Linked DNA regions of Mus musculus: all the other regions are linked to region 2. Evidence: chromatin contacts called from public HiChIP or PLAC-seq data. All regions are on one chromosome and are shown on one strand. Each heading gives the region's core, a stretch centred on a gene start, on an enhancer-like site or on the middle of the called end of the contact. The rest is flanking DNA. Distances are from core to core; before and after follow the strand shown.

What was found. HiChIP or PLAC-seq counts read pairs in DNA pulled down with a chosen protein or histone mark.
Region 1: a FOXA1 HiChIP or PLAC-seq map of pancreatic cancer cells shows a contact between it and region 2. The contact joins two enhancer-like sites. A contact is called at or near these places in 2 of 115 datasets of contacts at active chromatin or transcription factors (astrocytes and pancreatic cancer cells).
Region 3: a FOXA1 HiChIP or PLAC-seq map of pancreatic cancer cells shows a contact between it and region 2. The contact joins two enhancer-like sites. A contact is called at or near these places in 3 of 115 datasets of contacts at active chromatin or transcription factors (astrocytes, embryonic stem cells and pancreatic cancer cells) and 1 of 9 other capture datasets (embryonic stem cells).

Annotation. Positions count from the first base shown.
Region 1 is chr1:89,569,324-89,573,614 of GRCm38.p6, forward strand. All of the region lies in intron 1 of Agap1 (ArfGAP with GTPase domain, ankyrin repeat and PH domain 1), which reads left to right. The region is part of intron 1 of Gm41914 (a long non-coding RNA gene); the gene reads right to left. Among named protein-coding and RNA genes, the nearest start is that of Gm41914, 9.5 kb to the right of the region's middle. Within about 2 kb of position 1,403, at least 71 of the 459 cell types and tissues checked have an H3K27ac peak or open chromatin away from gene starts, as enhancers often do. A contact at or near this core is called in pancreatic cancer cells, where this site is marked.
Region 2 is chr1:88,637,272-88,642,053 of GRCm38.p6, forward strand. No RefSeq gene overlaps it. Among named protein-coding and RNA genes, the nearest start is that of Arl4c, 63 kb to the right of the region's middle. Within about 2 kb of position 2,315, at least 129 of the 459 cell types and tissues checked have an H3K27ac peak or open chromatin away from gene starts, as enhancers often do. A contact at or near this core is called in pancreatic cancer cells, where this site is marked.
Region 3 is chr1:89,510,689-89,515,497 of GRCm38.p6, forward strand. All of the region lies in intron 1 of Agap1 (ArfGAP with GTPase domain, ankyrin repeat and PH domain 1), which reads left to right. Among named protein-coding and RNA genes, the nearest start is that of Agap1, 58 kb to the left of the region's middle. Within about 2 kb of position 3,358, at least 32 of the 459 cell types and tissues checked have an H3K27ac peak or open chromatin away from gene starts, as enhancers often do. A contact at or near this core is called in pancreatic cancer cells, where this site is marked.

The DNA of each region.
Region 1 (4,291 bases), core at 153-2,652, 930 kb after region 2:
TAAAAGTTACAGCATAACAAAATAATGATTGAGATACCACGGGTTCTGGTAAGTGTTGTAGAGACACAGCCATGTAACATTCAGTACATCCTCTTGAGTATGGGAACATCTTGGATTTTGGTGTGGGGCAGGGTAGCCCAGCAAATAGATGTTTCCCATGGGCTGCTTGGCCTCAGCGAGTTTTTATGTCTCCCATGGGATCCAGGCACAGTTAGAACCTGTGACTTTTATCTATTCATAAAATAGTAATAAAAGTAGTCATGCATGCCCTTGAATGCCCTCATATACTGGCCTGGCATCAGGAGGGGCAAGGTGAGCCTTAACAGGACCTTTGCTGTCTAGAGAAGGGGGAGAGCTGGGAACTGTGATGACGGTGGGTCGGCAGTGATCTCCAGAGATGAGATGTTTTGCTAAGAGCTACATGGCATAGTGTTTGGGGCCTGTGTGTGTGTGTGTGTGTGGGGGGGGGTGGGTCTCTGTTATCTTTTCTTGCACCTTATTTGAATCAGATCAGTTTTGTACTCCTCACGGGAAAGAGCTACACGCTGCTACCTCCTTAGGTCAATCCTCAGCTAGGCTGGAAGGAGTGTAGGCCAGGTGGGCTGGCACTGTTGTGAACCTTGAGATGACCTGCGTGTGTTGGTGTTTGGTAGCAGCCTAGGAATGCTCCAAAGTCCCAGAGGAACAGAGGGTCTTAGAAGCTTGCTTTCCTGGGTGCAGTGTGTGCATCACACTGCTATGCAGCAACGCTGCATTAGGCGCCTGCTCCCCCTGGGTGTAAACTCCAAGTTTTTCAGAGTCTTTTGGAGAAAAGCCCCAGGGGAATATCCTGCTATCTGTCTGCCACCTCTCCTTGGCTCTGAAATTTCCCATGATGACTGTTGCTTCTCTGGAAGTCCTTTGACAGAGAGGGGAGCAGCAGGTAAGGTCCATTCTCTGGGAGCCAGGATGGGACCCCTACATATCCAGCCTTCACAGCCCCTGCTGTGACAGCAGTGACTGGGAATGCATGCGGAGCTGGGTGCTGGGGACCTCAGGTCCCGACACCAGCCCTGGCTGCAAAGCTGTTGCCAGTCTCTTTTGAAGCAGCCCAGGCCATTCCACCTTTTTCTCTGGCTACTTCCAGTCCTAGGGATGCCAACATTGGACATGCCATGGTTCCTGTCCTGCACCCAACTAGGAACTGAACATCAAGGGCTACCAAAAGCCTCTGCACCCTACTCTTATGCCTAGTACCCTATTCCCTGAAATGAAGCAAGGCCTGGACCATGGGCCGTCACATTTGGAGCAGCCCTTCCCCCCAGGACACACAGTAAGTTTGTTTTCATGGTTTCCACTGAGGGAGGAACAGGCTATCACAGAGGGCGGCCACCCAGGGTCAGCTGCACTCAGGATTTTTGTGGTCAGGGAAGAAGTGACTCACCATCTGTCCTTCCCTGTGTCTGTTCCTAACTGCTGGAGGTAAACTTCTGTGTGGGAGAGGGGTCCAAAAAGGGGCACCATGGGGGTGCAGTTCAAGTCAGCTGATCTGGCTTGCCACATGAGTGGGTCAGGGCTGACTGCTACCCTGCAGAGGTGATCCACCCCCAGCCAGTAGGACTTGTCTATCAGGAAACTAGTGGTGGGGAGGGGGAAGCTGCTGTCCCTGAGACTTGAGGTTAAGTTCCCAGGGAAGACACAGGGAAGCATGTCTATTCTTCAGGGAGGGCATGGCCAAGGCCATGTGGGGGATGGACGGACGGGACATATTAGGTTCCATCTTGCTGGTTCCAACAGGTGTCATGGGGTGAGTGCAAATGATGTGGTTAGGGTTGAGAAAGGAGATGAAGGTGTGCCAGTGGGAGGTGGGGGCAGGGGATGAAGGTGTTGCCAGTGGGAGGTGGGGGCAGCCTTGCAGTAAACACTGGGTCAACACCTCACCCACTGGATCCTGCTTGTCTGTCTGATTGTCATAGCTCTGTCATGTTTTCACAGGCTCAGGGCTCCCTTGCTTGGGTCCCAGGGGTCTGTGTCATTCAAGTCATGTAACCTGGCCCTGCCACAGGGTTCTGCAGGGTGTTCTGCTGAAGGTGTCAGGCTTGGTGCCACTTGAGGAGGGTGCATTTTACTCCGCAGGCAAGGCATGGTTACAGAGCACAATTGCACCGTGAAGCCGGGCTATCAGGGCTGACGACCATTTCTGGAGAGGGAGCTGAGTGTAGGCGTGGAGGAGGCTGGAAGGATGCTTGGCTTGGACGTCCTTCTGTGTGGGATGGGTGAGGGGATGGGAAATCCCCAGAGGGGGAGGAAGTAGTTCTGACTAGAGTACAGGAGATGGGTGCTGTCTGGAAAGGCCTGCAGGTGGAGGAAGGCTCCTTCTAGGTGACTATAATGACTCAACCTCATAGTACGAGGGGACAGGCAGCTTGAAACATTGGAGTGGGATAGGGCTGTCTGGGGCTGTAGTGAGGGCCTAGATCTTGTTATCATTACAGGAGAGGTTGGCGACATCTCTTGATGTTGCTGCATGTGTCCTAGAGTGTTCCTCTTAGGGATGAGGATAGGGAGGGACATGTTCCCAGGTGATGTCTGTGCAGGTCCAGAAGCCATGTCTGAATTGGGGTCTCAAAGGGTCTCCTTAGGGCCGTGACCAGGCATGACATCTTAAGAGTCACCAGGGGCAGGTAGGGAAGTATCTGCTGTGGACTGTGATATCCCCGGTTCTTTGCTGGATAGAGAGGGGAAAGCTTAGACTACAGCTGGAGTCAGCTCTAGGTATGCCACCTGTGCGGTTTAGGGGAGGAGCCCTGGAGTGGAGGGAACATGAGGGGACGGGCAGGTGTGATGGTTGCCTTTGGGGTGGACTGGTCTTGAGGGAGGGATAAGAGGCCCAGGGGTATGGAGTTAGTCCCTGCTTTGTGTGTTCCTTGCTGTCAAGCATGCAGCAGTGTCTCGGGATTCCTATGTCAAGAGTGTCTGTTTCCAGATCCTGGAACCTTTGTGTGGGCTGACAGTTCTCCATCTTTAACATCACTCCTGACACAACATACAGTGTTGGTGGGAGTACCATTACAAGTCCTGGGATGCCCCAAATTGGTGACCATTGCTCTTCAGCTCACCATTCTTCAGTTTGTCTTCCATTGTGGAAGAGTTTGGAGCTGGTGCTGAGTTTGGAAGGAGTCACAGGTAGCTGATTGTCAGAGCATGGTGAGGAAGTACAGTGGTTGGGGCAAGGCTGGGTTCCTGGCTGAGGCTTCATTCTCGCCCCGCCCACACCGCACCTCAGCCCCACCCCCTGAGCTGTTGAAGCTTAGCTTGATGTCTGCATAAGGCCCCCGGAGGCAGGTGTGAGGCAGGTAGGTAAGAAGCCATGGATGTTTTCTTTTCTGTTAGTGCCAGCCATGATATGGTGACTTGTTCTTCTCTTCCAAGGAGCTCAGGTACGAGGCAGTTACTCCCCTGGAACTGCCAGGGGAAGTGGTTGCTGTCTGCTGCCTGGGTTTGCTTGTCCTTGGTGCCTGAGGACCACTGAAATGATCCACTGGTTGACAGTGGCAGGGAGGGAGGAAGGGGGAAGGGCATGACATTTAGACAGAGAGAATGGATCCTCTCTTGAAACCTCTGGTCATAGAATTCCAAGTAGCCCTCTGGGAGAGCCCAGCCTGGGATGCAGATGTGGTCACTGTCAAAATGTGCTCCTCAGGACCTGTGCAGACTCGGGGCATCATTTGGGGCCTTCACTTCAATCTTCATGTAAGTGCCAGGAAAACCTGTTAAACCTTTCGGTGTAGGAAGATGGGGTGGCCCAAGGATTCCTTTCTTGGCTTTCTACTAACATCTGCTGAGTAGTGCCCTCCTCTCTGCCTAGCTGCCACCTCTACATGCAGGTGACTCTCAAGATCAGGCCTCTTTAACTCTTGATGGTCCTTCCTAGAGGATCCTCACCGAATCTCAGTCACTCTGTCCTGTGCTTTAAGCTAGTCCTGTGTACTGCTAATTCTGTTGTACTTGCATGTGGTCTTGGGGTCTCTGCAGGTACTGGAGTTTATAGATTGAAAGGCCAGCAGAAAGGAGACCTAACTCTGCCTCTGTTGGGAAGGCATCATCCATGCTGGGGCAAGGCGTTCTGCTGGGCAACTGTATTGGGGTTAGCCACCCTCCCGTGAGCAACTTGTGATCCACGATGAGAAAGCCTGACGAACTCATTAGTCCTCCAGGCTGGATTGTGATAGGGCCATTACTTTGGCTTGTCTTCGATGCGCTGAAGAAAGGGGTAGATGTTTCCAGCCCTCTAGGGAAAGAGTTTCTGTGA
Region 2 (4,782 bases), core at 1,065-3,564:
CCCTAGAGACACTTCCCTGGGGGTTCTGGGAAAATCTGCAGCACTCACACAAGTGTCAGAACAAGGGAGGTCTTGAAGGAAAGGCCTGGGGTTCAAACGTGGCTGTTACGTGGAAGGCAGATATCTTAGTTTCCTTTTGTGGTGCTATGATAAAATGGCCTGACAGCTTTAAGGAAGAGTTTATTTCAGTTCACAGTTACAGGTTGTGGACTACCATCCTGAGGAAGTCAAGGTAACAAAGAACAATGAATGCTTGGATAACCACACTCAGCTCACTTTCTCTCTCCACCCTCACATGCTCCAGAATGCTTGCCTATGGAATGGTGCCACCCACAGTGGATGAATCCTCCTAACTCGATTAACACAATCAGGACAATCCTGCCAGAAATGCCAACAAATCAACTTGATTTAAGAGACCCCTCATGGAGACTTTCTTCCTAGGTGATTCTAGATTAACCAACCATCACAGCTGGGAGGCCTAAGGATAGCAAGATGCTGCTAGAATGCTTGACTTTGAAGGCTGGAGTCCTCATCCTTGATCTTTGCACAAACTGCAAAAATTCCTCATTCAGTGACATACTATGGTCATGGAGAGGTTAGGGTTGAGACAATGTTCTCACCTCCTTGGGGGTCAGCTGGGCTAGATTGTCATCAGTTCTTTTGACATCCTGGGGAACCCTCGTTCCCCCACTCTGCCCTCTTCCCACTGCCCCATTTTGTTCCCTCTTCCTTCTGCTTCATTTCTTTGACAGTAATAGGAGGGAGGCAGGGAACAGGGCAGGGAGCAGGGCTGTGGTGCCAATACCTTAACAACAAACCCTTTTGATGTTAATTCCCTTTTCAGGTGAGAAATCCTGTCTGCCAAGTCCCAGTAGGTATCTGTCAGTATCTGAGGGAGGAGGGGGGGATGCTGCCAAGCAATCGCTAGGCTCTGACATTCCATTCTTGCAAAAAGGTTGTGAAATAGGTTACTGGTAACGATAATCGTGAGGAATGAAACCTTAACTTCTACAAATCCATGAGCTTTGTAAGTGTGTATTCACACAAGACCACATACATACACACAGGGACTGATGGCTATAGGTATACAGATGTATGGATGTGTCTGAATGTACACAGGTGTGTGTGTGTGTGTGTGTGTGTGTGTGTGTGTGTACTGAGTATGCACCTCTATGCATTTATGTAAATCAGATACAATCATAGGTCATTATCACAGGAGAGACCTGATGAATAAGAATACAAAGATGAGCATGATATTATTAATAGTCAGAGAAATACAAACGGCGGCCATAGTGATGTGCTGCTTTGCAATTCTTAGAGAAATTAAATCATCTGATAATGGAGGGAAGCTGGGCTACTCAAAAAAAAAAATGGGCCCAGGGTAGGTAAGCGAGCCTGGAGCATTTTATACAGTGTAGGTAATCAACCCATGGGGTCTAGCCTGGCCTATATGACGAGGCACCACTTGGTTAAAATCTAGCTGTCAGCATGGACTTTGGTAGAGGCAATCTGCAGTAAAAACAGAGGTGGTGAGTGTTGGCATTCTTTCTAGGCTCCGCCCAACAGTTACCTAGCAACAGTCAGGTAGGCTTGGCTTGCTTTAAAAGGAACTGTTTGGCCTCGCCCCTTCTCTCTGACTCTCTGACTTTCTTCTCTCTGACCCCTATCTTTCCCTCTCCATATGTTCTTGGCCAGCCTCTTCCCCCCAACCCCTTCTGTGTCCTTCTCTGTCCCCTCTCTTCCTCTGCTTCTATTCCCTTCTCAGCTCCCCTTCCCATGCTCCCAAATAAACTCTATGCTATACTAGACCGTCCTGTGGCTGGTACCTCAGGGTGAGGGATGCTTCAGCATAGGCTTGCTGAGGTCTCCCCTCCCACTGCATCATCCTGCACTCTATAAAACATATCCTTGGTCTTTATAAAACACATCAGTGAGATGAGATGTTCAGGGATACAGCATTTGACTAGCACCTTGAAGTCCTGGGTTCAAACCCTAGTAAGTGCAAAAAGCACCCCACCACTCATTATATATGCTTCATTCCATGAGTTCCTGTCCCAGATATGATACTTGGTCTTTATAAAGGGTGGTAACAATTACATAATAACGAATGGGAGGAGCTTATCAATTTGATGGCTGAGCCCAGGCAGGGGCTGGGAGAAGACAGCATATTGTGTCCCAGGACCTGGGAGTCAAAAGCTGTTTTGAGGCTGGGTTTTGAGCTGTTCCTGGAAGACCACAGTCCTCCTCAGGTGGGGAGGGCCTTCAAAGTCACAGGCAGGAGGCTCTGTGCAGCTGGCACTGAGTCACTTCTGTGGAATGCAAGGCATGTTAGGGAAAACAGCTACAACACTGTGTACCCAGCCCCTGGATGCCAGGTTGTGTGAGTCTGGGACTTACAGGAAGATTCCCCCGTCCTTGGCTCAGAGAAGCAGCTGTCCAGGCAGCGGCAGTGTATAGGTCTTCCCCAACCAAACCTTCCTTTTCATTGCAGAGTAGCTGCTCTCACCTGACCTCGCTGAGAAAGCTGCATCTCTGGATGAACACTTAACTCCTGGGAGACAAAGGTAAACATATCTTCTGAGGCCCGCCCATTGTCTCTTGATTTCAACACGAAAGGATGGGGAAATCCAAGGGCCTGTATAGGGCACAGTGGGAGGGTCAGCCAGGCCAGCCTGGGGGCCTTACTCAGCCACCTGCCACTTGCAGGCATGTCACTGTGGTGAAATCTCGGCATGTGCACCAGCTCCTGGGTGCAGGAGGCGTAGGAACAGCTTGAGCAGGTGATTCACCATCTGAGATCGGGCCATAGGGCTCTCTCCCTGGCCGGGGAAGTCCCTGGCTTGCTGGAGCCTGGCCTCACCGCCCCTAGCTTCCTTTCAAGTTTCCTGCCATCCATCCATCACACTGATTTCTGCCTTCAAAGCCAGATTCCAGGGATGTCTCCCTCTGACCTGCAGGTCCTTCTAAGGGGCACACACATTCCTTGGCTCTCCCCTGCATAGCTCACATTCTTTTTCTGAAGCCCCTGTTCTAGGGGAGGAATACAAATGACACCATTCTGAAAAGCCTGGTCTTCGGAAATTTGGCTCTGAAATCCCTCTTGTGATGGTGGGAGGAAGACACATAGCAAATAAATACATAAATGAAACAAAACCATGAATTTGTTAGCTGTGCTCTGAAACGGTGCCTTTTGACTCTCCAGTTAGGACCAGTTGCCTTTCCCGAGGCTGGTTCAACAATGCGTGTGCATTACGTGTGGCTCACGGCAGCTTCAGTACCTGCAGAACATGATTTATGCATGTAAGCGCTCGGACTGGCCAGGGAGATAGCTCAACCAGTAACATTCTAGATAGAAGCTGGAGGACCTGGGTGAGAATCTACACAAAAAGCCAGGTGCAGTAGACTGCAACTGTAATTCCAGGGCTGGAGGAGAACAGATAGAAGAATCTCTGGGGACCCACTGGCCAGCTAGCCTAGGTAAATGGGTAAGCTCACGGGTTAGTGAGAGACCCTGTCTCAAAAGAAGAAAAAGTGGCACACTATTAAGGAAGATACCCAGTGTCGACCTCTGACTGCCACATATACTTGCAGACACATGTATTCACACCTGCACACACACACACACACACATTATCTTTTCAAAACACTAGGATTAATTTTTAAAATAATTAACTATCAACCATAAGAACACTAAGTTCAGTCACCCAATGTTATAAACATGAGGCTGTCACATTTTTTTCTCTTGTTTAAAATGACTCTCCAGCCTGTCTGAAAATTCACAGCAGTACCCAGCCTGCACAGATGCTCTCCCTAGGTTTATTAGCTTTGCAAGACCTTCTATCTCAGCCTATGGCTTTTGTGTCATATTTCAAACAGATTTAAGTATCCACTACCCAGCCTTAACTCAGGCTTTGAATAGAAAGTCCTGAGACCAAAAAGAAGATGCAAAGAATTTTAATTTATCAGAGTGTTGAAGCTACTAGTTAGATATCCCTGGAGTCACTACTCTGTGAGGAGTTACATCTTCACGGTGGCGTGGTAATATTTGCATCTTGAGTAAGTCATTAGGACATTCAGGCCATGTTGAATTCAAACTTCCCCATGATGTAACAGCACACCTGCTGTCCTCCTGGAATGAACACACAGGATGTACCTGGTTCTGTGTGCTTCAACAAAGCCATTCACTTGCTATGTGGACCTGAGCTCCTGCCTGCCCTCTGAGTTTAGAATTGCCTAGTATCCATAGGGCCCTGATGGATCTCAGGGGTTTAAGATGGCAACCCCAAAGCTCTCAGGAGGAAGAGGTATATAGACATGACGATGAACTTAGGATCTCTTGGTGCTTGTAGGAAGTTCCCAGGTGCTACTGGCATCAGGGCCTTTGGGAGACAAAGGTCTGGGACACTGATCTTTCATCAGTGGATCATCTGCCCTCTGAGTCCTGCACTGATTGGACTATAGAGAAATGGAATGAGCAGGGCCTGTCTGACCCTCCCCACTGTGCCCTATACAGGCCCTTGGATTTCCCCACCCTTTTGTGTTGAAATCGAGAGGCAATGGGCTGGCCTCAGAAGATATGTTTGCCTCAGTCTCCTGGGAGCAGGTGTTCATCTAGAGATGCAGCTTTCTCAGCAAATGGGATGAACAGAGTCAAAAGCAACTCAGTCTGTTGTGGCTTTCAGTATAATAGTCCCCATTTGCTACAAGAAAAGCTTCTTTGATGAGGGGGTGAGGGTGACGCAGGGGTGTAGGGAGACAGGAAAGTGTTTAGGATTCAGCTAA
Region 3 (4,809 bases), core at 2,108-4,607, 870 kb after region 2:
TATTTGAGCTTAGAGATTTGGGTAAGTATGCATTAAAACTGTGCCTGTGGAGGATCATCTCAGGTGGCTGTCGTAAAGGGATCAGCGGTTAATGAACTTTTACACCCGTTCACCGTGATTGAAAGCTATTCTCTTGTATTCGTCTGTTACACGAAGTGTAATTGAAACTGTTCCTCTATTTTCTCATGCCCATAATAAGCGAGCTGTGTAGTCAAATCAGAACGTATTATGACTGTAATCAAGTGATTACAGTGTATGGGGATTCTTCTCACTGCTGTGGGTGGTAGCTGGATGGGATGCAGGGCTTCCATTGTTAAGAGTCTGTTTCCTGCAGACTGTCCCCAGAGGGAGGGAGGGAGGGAGGGAGGGGGGGAGGGAGGGAGGGAGGGAGGGAGAGAGAGAGAGAGAGAGAGAGAGAGAGAGAGAGAGAGAGAGAGAGATTCTTGAGTAGTGAAGATGGCACATATCCTTGAATGGGATGTGTTGTAGGATGTGTTTTGTTTTTCTTCCCCTTCAAGTCTGTTGTTACCCTCCTGCTCTTCAAGTCTTCTTCAAGAGCTAGGCCAGTGCAGCCAGTCTTCACCCCGTGGTCCTTAAAGTGCTACTACTCTGTGTGGGCCCCTCCACTGCCCGCCTGTGCAGTGGGCCCTGTGCTTGCTTGCTTGCTTGCTTGCTTACTCTCTGACACCGCTGTAGCTTGCCCTTAGGTCTGTGTTGCTCCCATACCCTCAGCAGTTTTTGTTCTGCGCCTCTTCTATTCATGTCTCTTTATTTACCTCAGCCTCCTGTCACAAGCTTCTCACACCACTTCTGGAAAGGTCTTTGGCTTCTCTGTTTCGGCCCTGACTGGGTGAATGCTAGGACACTTTGGTCCCTTCTGGTTTTCCAACCTGGCCTTATAGCTTTATGACCTTTTCCATTAAGGTTTGTAGCCCAGGGAATCTTTGCTCTTAATACAGGGCATCTTGTTCTTTGAGCAGGAGAAGTTTGGATTCTGAGTAACTTCTTGATTCATTGTCATGACCTTTCTGGGCTTTCTTTGTAAGCACCTGAAGAGAGAGGAGAGGGTTGAGGGGAAGGAGGCAGGCAGACAGACACATAGATTGACTGACTGAGCCCATCTTTGCACTTTGAGTCTTCTGTGTTGGGTGCTGGGACCATAGCGTAATTGTGCTGTTTGATTTAACTCTTTCTGTGAAATAGATGTTGTTACTATCTCTACAGATAAGGAAATTAAGTCATGAGTAGTAGGTTAAGGAGCTTGCCCCGAGTTGCTTGGCTCTCCAGCGGAGGCCAGGTGATGGCAGTGGGTCATGTATTCCCAAAGCCTGGCTCTTGTGCCTTTCTTGGGCCCTTTTTTGTGATCTCATGGTGCCACTCCTGGAATGTGGCTCCTGAGAGATCTCTGTGTAAGCACTGTTTCTTTCCAGTCCACACAACCTTTGAAGCTCTATTTATGATCACAGCCCTAGCCTGTACCTCTGGACCCTCACAGAAGCCCATGTCCTAACAAGCAGGAGTGAGCCTGCGATGTTGCCTGTAAGCTGGATTTAAATGTCAGCCTCTGGCTTGCTCTGAGCAGGAAGACTGTCTGGGGGAGGTGACTGCTGTTACTCAGTATTTACCACAGACCTTGAATCTGTCTGATGTACAGCAGTAGGCCCGGAAGGCCTTAGGTACCACAACCTTGGGGACCCTCAGAGTCCAGTTGCTCAGAGCAAATACTTGCGACCCGCTGCCTGCTTTCTGCAGATGGTTATGCTTCTGTCCTGATGCCCGAGCATGCTGTGTGGCGCTGGCTGTGCCCAGACTTCAGGCTCTTGTAATACTGAGCCATTTAACTTGTAACAGAAGTGTGGCTAAGTGTGAACCTGGACTGTCACCTAGGAACAAGTGTGAACATGTCATTGGCCCTGTGGTATGTGTAAACCAAGGTGGGGAAGGAGACCCTCTGAATCCTGTGTTTCTTTCTCAGAAGCAAGAGGGCACTCACCTCATTAGCATTCTGCATCTCAGCATTTGGCCCAGCAGTCTCAGGGCTCACCCCTGCCCAGCGTAATTACACGGATGATGTCGGTGATGTGGCTGTGAAGACACTTCTCCCTGACCTGGGTGGAATGGCCTCCTGTGACTTAGACTTGAAGGCTTTACAAGGACCTGTGGCTACTGGATGATTAGCCTCTACAAGATTTTATTCTTGAGCATTTCAGACGCACCGAGAATGGAAAGAACTCACAGTGATTGCTTTCATATGCACTGTGTGGGCATTGTGGGCAGCACTGAGCTGACCCCGTTTCCCCCATATCCTCCCCCAGTTGGTGTAGTTTTGGATTTTAAACTCAACTGTTACATTCACAGTGTCTCCTCTCTTGTCTACCTTTTTATTAACTTGTAAAAAAAAATTGTATGTTTGAAAAAAAAAAAAAAAGCTTTGCTGTATGTCCCTGACTGGCCTGGAACTTGCAGCAATCCTCCTGCCTCTGCTTGTTTCCTCAGTGATGGGATCACAAGTATACAGTACCATGCTGGCTCTATCTGTTCTCTTACAGAGACATATTAGGTGTCTTTTGCTTATAGCAGAACATTGGAGATTTTCTGTAGGTGTTACCCAGCTCAGCGCCTTACCGTGTAGCAGATACTAGCTACCTCTGGCTACTTAAATTCAATTAACAATTCATTCTTATGGAGACATGGCTCAGGTAGCCAGGTGCTTGCCGACAGTACAGGAAACCCTGGGTGTGGTGGCTCACACCTGTTACCGCTTATCCTCGCTCAGGAGGTGGAGGCAGTGTCCTCTCTGCTACAGAGCTTGCTGGAGGCCGCGTGGGACCCTGTCTCATAAAGGAAACAAAACCAAAAAGGAGTTCCTGACTCCTGGGAGCCAGCCATGTGCTGCTGCGGAGACCTTACCACAGCTGTGGACTACTGCCATCATTAGGACAGTGTGCGACCACAGTTGATGTGTTAACAACCATGTACACTTGATATCTGATCCTGCAAACCTTGGCTTTCCGCTACTTTTGTTTTGGACTACAAGGTCTTGCTGTGTAGTCTACACTGACCTTCAGACTCTCGAGTGCTGGGATCACAAGTATGCACAGCCTGCCAGGCTTTCTTGCACACCATAAGACCTTTGTGAAACATGGGGCCTGTGAAGGCCTCTCTTCTAGAGATGGGTTGTTTACATGCCCAAGGGTACAGTCAGCACGCAGGGAAGGGAAAGTGACTTCCTATCTTGGACAGGTCTGAGTTCTGCCCAGACATGTGCTGTTGGCCTTAGTGGGACATAGCTGGTGACTGACTGGGTCAGAACAATGTGCTTTGATTGACGACGTCAATGAGGAAACATACTGAGCTCCTGGGGAGACTGCGTCCTGTCCTGTGTCAACTGGCTATACCAGCTGCCAGAACCCAGCTGTGCCTTGTGACTCAGGGTTTCTGTAAGCGTATTTTGGGAATGGCATTTGGCCTATGGACAGCCCTGGCCTGAAGGCTTCCCCTATGGAAACCATCAGTTGAACCTTCCTGTGTTCTGCTTGCTCTCCCCTAGGGATGTTCTCCATGTCATGGGACTGGTGTCCATCAATATCTGGGTTCTCCCACCTGTGCCACACCCTAAGTCTCCTGGCTTCCCAACCCTATGCTGGATTATCCTTCCTCTTCCGAGCTTGCCCATCACCTGCTCTGTGATTTGCTTGTCTGTGCTTGTTCCTGTCCCTTTGTCTACAGCAAGGCCTTCGTCCCAGCTCAGACTTCACCTGCCTGAGGAATAGCCACCTTCTGCATCTGGGCCTGGAATATGACTTGCCTTCTAGAGACCTCACAGTCCCACTGTTGACTTTGCCCGTAATGAGGACCTACTGTGTGCTCAGCATGTGCTGCTAGGGTGAGAGGGACCAAGCCTGGGAGCCGCCTGGTGCAGACTGTGGTTGTTTTAGGGTATGGATGAATGTATGTAAATAAACAAGCAGCTCCTGGTTGGTGGCCGCCACTGTCCCCATTCAGGCTTCTAAGTGCTCTTGCCTATGCCTCTGCAGATGCCTTGTTTTCAAAGGTAAGGTATCTTCATCAAGTCTTTCCCCAACATCCTCCTATTTGTTCTGCAGAGGAAAACCATTCTTGAAGTGATTTAGTCCATGTATGCAATGTTTTGTCAGACGATATAATTGCAGTTAGTCTTATTAAAACTCATCGAGCAGCTGGTATGATGCTTAGTTAAGCTCTGTAATTACTGTCAGAAGGAAACGTAAGTTTGGAAACAAGGCTGTTGGTCTCAAGGTCCAGGTCCACTGTTGCATGAGGATGTATGTAGATGAGGCAGCCAGTCACCCCCTGGGTGAGCTTGGCCGCTGTACAGTAGGAAGTCAGGAGTGATGGCTCAGTTCTGAGATGGTAGAGCTGGCCGCTTTACCCTGTGCAATGTATGTTCTAAAATTCGTTTACATGCAGTGCCCATCCCTGAGGCCAGCTAGCTGGGAGGTTGTCACCTTCTGCCCTAGGACTGGAGCCAGCTCCAGAGGTTTTGGTGATCTGTCCAGCTTTCCCCAATGCCTACACAATTTCTTCACTTAGAGGCCTGCTCTCTGTTGTCATGGGGCTTCCTGCAGGTCCCCTGGGGTCTCAATGTGGATATCCTGGGGTTTTAGCCCATGGAACTGGTGTTAGGTCAGAAGTCTCTAAAAGCTGCTATTGGTTCCTGGCAGGAGTCTGTGCTGGGAAGTTAGTTAGTGAATGTGTTTTGAAACCTGCCCCTTAAGCCTTCTTAAGCTTGACTGGTGAGCATCCGTGTGGATGCTCATTCCAGAAACT